Regions from separate parts of the Mus musculus genome. Here region 2 is linked to region 1. Evidence: chromatin contacts called from public HiChIP or PLAC-seq data. All regions are on one chromosome and are shown on one strand. The core of a region is the stretch at or near the end of the contact, and the rest is flanking DNA. Distances in the headings are between cores, read along the strand shown. Region 1 overlaps Anp32a (acidic (leucine-rich) nuclear phosphoprotein 32 family, member A). Region 2 overlaps Coro2b (coronin, actin binding protein, 2B).

Region 1 (2,995 bases), core at 345-2,844:
GGGAATGGTAGGGGAGGGAAGGTAGCCTTCCTGTGACCTGCAATGTCATGTGGGGTGAGGCATAGACCGCTAGCTGCCTTGGGAAGACGTGTGAGGTTGGGGGCCTGGGAATCCTGCTTTGGATTTGCACTTGACCTCCATGGCCATTAAAAGTTTTGGGGAGGAATAATGCTCCACAATGTAACATCACTGGATCTGTGGCCCAACCCTTCTGAATCCAGCTTTTCTATTGCACAGGGACAGTGCTGCAGCTCTTTAGTGCGAACATATCAACCACCGTAGGTTTTTATCAGGAATTACACTGTGGGTGAGTGAGGTGAGGTGTGGGGTCTTGTTAGTGGAGGTGGTTTCTGCCCGTTCCCCCTACCACAGTCGGGGCTTGGGTGCCATTGGGTGCTTGCTCTCTGAGATGACTGATGACACTCCCACATTTGGAACCTCACAACCTGGGCCGCTGGGGACTACTTTTATAATCGTGGTGTGCAGAAAGAGCCTAGCTGATCCGTTTCTCCGTTTTAGTTATTACCTAGAAAAATGAACAGTTTTGTAGTTTTGCACGCTGAAACCTGAGCTCTTCCACGTCTAAGGTCCCTGTGCCTCCTTTAGGGAGTCCTGGCTGAGGGGATGTTCATAGACATGGAATTTTAGGACCTCATCTCTTTATTCCAGCCCCACTGCCCAGTGTGTAGGCTGGAGGGAGGATGGGGCAGAAGCCCAGAGTGGGGAAGCAACTTCTACCAGGGCACACAGCAAATTCAGAGATACAGCAGGGACAGAAGCCAAGCATCTTGCAGTGTGTGGGTGCCTTTTGACTAACCGGCCCTTTTCGGCTATCTGGACTAGTGCTCTGCGGCTGACTATATGCCAGCCCCTACCGGAAGACAGGAAGGGAACTGTTAAGTGAATGGAGCCTGCTACGTTTGACCATCACCTCCGGCCTCCCAAGCTCTCTCTCCGCACTCCATCTCTCTTTCATCACCGTACTCTCCTCCTTGGACAGCCAGTCAGACCCCACAGCTGCTCTCTAGGCTGTTTCCAGCTTCTTTGGTAACTTTCTGTTACTTGAAAGTTGAGCGGGACCAGGGCAGGGCCAGGCAACCAGGGAAGGCTTGGTTGAGATGGGAGGCAGGAACGAGGCTTTAAATGGAGGGCTACTTGGGGCAGGAGTTCGCCTCAGCAGTTAACAGCGCTTGCTTGCTGCTCTTGTCGAAGACCCCGGTTTGGTTCCCAGAATCTACTTGTGGCTCACTGGCGTTTGTAACACCAGTTTCAAAATATCTGATAACTGTCCCCTGTGAGCATGCACACAGTACAAGGCATGCAGGCAAAGCACTCATAACACATTTTTTAAATCTTTTTTAAAAATTAAAGATAAGAGGAACGCAAAGGCTGGGGGCAGAAGCTAGGTATCCTTTTGAGCAAGCCTGGCCAGCACCGAGCCTTTCCAGTGAGTGGAAGCGTCCCTAGCACCGAATACTCCTGCAAGGAAAGCACAGGCGAAATCACCCGACCGCGCGGGGAAGAGTGGGGAGGAGCCAGGGACAAGAGCGAGTCGCAGGGCTGGCGGGCTGGTGCAGTCTCAGCCTGCCCTGCCAGCTGGACCTATGAGCCAGCCTGATCTTCCTCGGCCCGCCCTCCTGCCTCTAAGTAATGAGGATGGCATCACCGTTGCCCGCGCCACGTGCTCCCCCGCCGCCTGCCTGCAGAGCTGCTTTGTACGTAGCAGCAAAAATCCGAGGCCCGGAGAGGCTTTCAATTCTCGGGGAGGGTTTTGTTTGTTTTTAAAGCGAAGAAGGCTCTTGCCCCTGGCTAAGACTACGGAAGATCCTGAGAGGCGTTGAAACCCCCAAGCCCTGGCAGCCACAAGGCTGCAGGAACTTGGGAGGATGGTGGATGGGCCGTGGGTTCTCTTACTTTTGGGGATGGCGGTGGGGGGCAGATTCTGACCTAGGACAGGAGGCGTGTTGTGGCAGAAAAGAAAAATTAAAATTAATCACCCGGGCCAGAGTTCTCTGCCCAGCCGCCCATCTTCCGCCCCCCCCCCCCCCCCCCGTCCTCTGCCGAACATCAATCTCTCTGGCCCACTTCACCCCATACTGTGGGCCACATTTTAAAAATTGAAGTAATAAGAGGGCTGGAGAGATGGCTCAGCAGTTAAGAGCACTTGGGGCACGTGCAGAGGACTTGGATTCTGTTCTCTGGACTCAGATCCGGCCCCTCACAGCCCCCTGTAATTCCTCCAAGAGATTGCCCTCTGCAGGCTCCCCTACACAAGTGGCATTCTCTCACAGAGACACATAAATGAAACTTTTAAGTTTTTTTTTTTTAAATCTATAGATGGGATTCTATGTGTAGTGTTTATTTTCACCAAGTGTGCCTACAGGCAAACAGTTTGTGTGTGCTCTGAGTAAAGTAGGTTTTGTTTGTTTGCTTGCTTTTTGTTTTATTTGTATTAATGTGGCTGTGTAATTAATGCGTATGCATGTGCCTGGGGAGACTAGAGAGAGTGCAGAATCAATCCACTCCCCTCCCCAGCTGGAGCTACAGGCAATTGTGAGCCTCTGACCCTGGTGCTGGGTACCAAACTCAGTCAAGAGCTGCAAGTGGCTTGCCTGCTGAGCCATCTCTCCAGCTCCTAAAATGTATCCCTTTCAGTGGGTTATGATCAGAAAACACTGACCTCTGTTCAGTAAGATCTCGGTAACTTTCAAAACATCCAGCCTTTCCCCCCAGAGCTGTGTCCCTTCCCACACAGGTCGGTAAGTAGATTTTACCGTTAAAACAAACGCAAGTGTCCGTTTATTAGCTCTGCCTCAAACCTCAGTGACTCACACAGCGTGGCCTTCTAGCTAGGAATGGGATCTGCAGCAGGGGGTGGCCCATTTAAAAGCTGACCTAGTTAAAATCCAGGAGCACCAAAAAACACTGGGTCAATCTGATTTGAGTCTTCTGTTCGAAGCCTGGAACCTGGAACCTAAATTGGTCAGGGACTGAC
Region 2 (2,830 bases), core at 34-2,533, 72 kb after region 1:
CTCGCCTACCACCCACCACTACCTGCTAGTGTGCAAGAGTGACAGGAAGAGGGACCTGGCATGACCTTCTGCCACCTAACAGTGCTGTGGAGTGAGGACTAGTTTAGAAACAGTGGGAACAGTGGAGTGTGGTGATGACCAGGAAGACACACATTCCTTTCACCTCCAATTGAGAAGACTAATGCTTAGATTAGACATGTGTACAACACACACACACACACACACACACACACACACACACACACACACACACACACACACACACTTTCTTCTTTTGTTCCAAAAAGCTGCTGTTATGCATGTTTCATAGCTTGTTTATTTTCATGTGATGGCAAGTTGTATCTTTACATCTTGCTATGTACAGACATGCCATGTATATGTGCATACATGTATAAGAATATATATGATACATGTATAAACATATAAGAAATAAATTATATACATTTATATGTGTTTGTGTATATAATGTGAATGCATATGCATACATGTTCGTGTGTGTGTATGTGTGTGTGTGTGTGTGTGTGTGTGTGTGTGTGTGTGTGTGCATGTGCATTGAGGACAAACCTCACTCACCAGCTGAGTGACACTGGATGAGCCATTAACCTCTCTGAGGTTCTGACTCTTGGTGTAGAAAGTAAAGGGGTCTATGGGTCTTGCAGAGGCTTGTGGCTTAAATCCAGCTGGGTCCAAAGTCATGTGAACTGAGTTGTTAGAGTGGCAGCTGTCTTGTGCCACAGGAACACAAGGGAAGTGGGACCCCAGGTCCAGCCTCTGGGAAACAGGGGGTGGGGGGAGACAGACAGAGAGTGACAGACAAAGAGAGACAGAGAGGTGTATACAGCTGGACAGTGGTGATTGCTAAATGTAAGATCCTAGCACCTAAACAGGGTTTGGGGAACCAGGGAGAATCAATACCCCAAAGAGAGGTGTCTCTTATTTGATACCTGGAAGTTCCTCTCCTGGGCCCAGCTTTCTCATCTGCACATTAGTTCCAGACATCTCTGACATTGCTGAGAGGGAAGAAATCACGAGGCCTGACACAGCAAGAAGTTGGCACCAGAGACAAAAAAAAAAAAAAAAAAAAAAAAAAAGCTCTGGGCTCTGGAGAGTAGCTGCAGTTCACAGTGGGCTTAAAACACCCAGAAGGAAACTCCTGTCTCTTAGAATGCATGGAATTTGCTAGAAACAAAGTGTATCTGGGATGTGGGAGGAACACAGTGGTTCTGCCCAGGGAGTGTGCTGGGAGCTTACTGCAATAACACAGGAAACCTGAGACTGTGCCAAACAGGATTTGGGGAAGGAAGGGGTGGAGAGAAGCGTGGAGGGTTCTCCTCCAGCAAGCCAGCTGTGCCAGAGTCCCCTTCCAGCCCGGAGCCAGGGTCTTGTCACACTCAGTCACGTTTAATCAATTAGATAAGTGGGGGTGGAGGGGGGCGGGGGGCGGGGCGTGTCTTGGCTTCCAGGAGCTCAGTCTCCTGAGAGACAGCGGACATGCGGACATGCGCAGACAAGTGAGGGCAAAGTTGGCGCATTAAGGAGGAGATAGAGCCTCCAAAACAGAGTGTGCGTGAGTGGGGACAGGTCAGCTAGACAACAAGGATTGACCTTGAGCTTGTGCAAGCTCCCTGCAAACCCAGGCTCTGACCTGAGTCACTGTGAATCTGTGGCCAAGGATTTTAGATTTTTCTGAACATGTTTTCTCAGCTGAGGGGTGACTCTACCGGTGCCACACAATTGCCTCGACGACTAAAGAAAATGAAATCAATTGCCTCGACGACTAAAGAAAATAAAATCTGTATCCTCCCAGGAAGATGACTGTTGGCTAGTTGTATGTCAGCTTGACACAGCTAGAGTCATTTTGAAAGAGAGAATCACAGTTGAGAAGATGCCTCCATCAGACTGACCCATGGTGCATTTTCTTGATGGATGCTTGATCAATGTTGGGAGAACATAGCCCACTGTAGGTGGTGCCATCCCTGGGCTGATGGTCCTGGGTTCTATAAGAAAGCAGGCTGAGCAAGCCATGAAGAGCAAACCAGTAAGCAGCATTCCTCTATGGCCTCTGCATCCGCGCCTGCCTCCAGGTTCCCGACCTGTTTGAGTTCCTGTCCTGACAGCCTTGGATGGTGGACTGTGATATGGAAATGTAATAGAAATAAATCCTTTCTTCCCCAAGTTTCTTTTGGTAATGGTGTTTCATCACAGCAATAGAAACCCCAACTAAGACAATGACCATGGATCTGCAATACCTACTTGAGTAATGCTTATATAACATTAAGGATTACAGACAACTTTTCAATAGGTCAAACTTTAGATGTGACTCTTTTTTTCCTTTTGAAGAATAATTATATTGGGGTTGGGGAGAGCCTAAGGGGAAGGGAGGGAGGGGAAACTATAGTCAGGGTATAATATATGAGAGAATAAAATTATATTTTAGTTATATATGTATGTATACATGTATGTATGTATTATTGTATCTGTGTGTATGTATGTGTCTGTGCATATTGATGTTTATAGAGGCCAGAAGAAGGTACTGGATCCCCTGGAGCTGGGGTTACAGATGATTGTGAGCCACCTGACATGGAATCAGGGATATGAGAGCAGCAAGCAGTCTCAGCCACTGAACCTCTCCCTGGCCCCTCCTTTCTTTCTTTCATTATAATTTTTTTGACCCAACTGCCCTTGAACTCACTATGTACCTAAGGATGACCTTGAACTGTTTCCCTTTTCCTCCTCAAATGTCAAGATTAGGCATAGTGTGCTCTGCTCTGCTCACTTCTTAATTTTATTATCAAAGCTAAGACATGATGCCCACCTACACCTGCAGGGT

Evidence for each region. HiChIP or PLAC-seq counts read pairs in DNA pulled down with a chosen protein or histone mark.
Region 2: a contact with region 1 is called in an H3K4me3 HiChIP or PLAC-seq map of bone marrow-derived macrophages, with 2.0 times the contacts expected there. The contact joins two enhancer-like sites. A contact is called at or near these places in 4 of 484 Hi-C or Micro-C datasets (muscle stem cells, nephron progenitors, pre-megakaryocyte-erythroid progenitors and 1 more), 2 of 115 datasets of contacts at active chromatin or transcription factors (bone marrow-derived macrophages and memory CD8 T cells) and 3 of 9 other capture datasets (adipose tissue, liver and pancreatic islet).

The regions. Positions count from the first base shown.
Region 1 is chr9:62,362,212-62,365,206 of GRCm38.p6, forward strand. All of the region lies in intron 1 of Anp32a (acidic (leucine-rich) nuclear phosphoprotein 32 family, member A), which reads left to right. Among named protein-coding and RNA genes, the nearest start is that of Gm40522, 17 kb to the right of the region's middle. Within about 2 kb of position 1,595, at least 328 of the 459 cell types and tissues checked have an H3K27ac peak or open chromatin away from gene starts, as enhancers often do. A contact at or near this core is called in adipose tissue, bone marrow-derived macrophages and pancreatic islet, where this site is marked.
Region 2 is chr9:62,434,713-62,437,542 of GRCm38.p6, forward strand. All of the region lies in intron 3 of Coro2b (coronin, actin binding protein, 2B), which reads right to left. Among named protein-coding and RNA genes, the nearest start is that of Gm40523, 20 kb to the left of the region's middle. Within about 2 kb of position 1,284, at least 132 of the 459 cell types and tissues checked have an H3K27ac peak or open chromatin away from gene starts, as enhancers often do. A contact at or near this core is called in adipose tissue, bone marrow-derived macrophages and pancreatic islet, where this site is marked.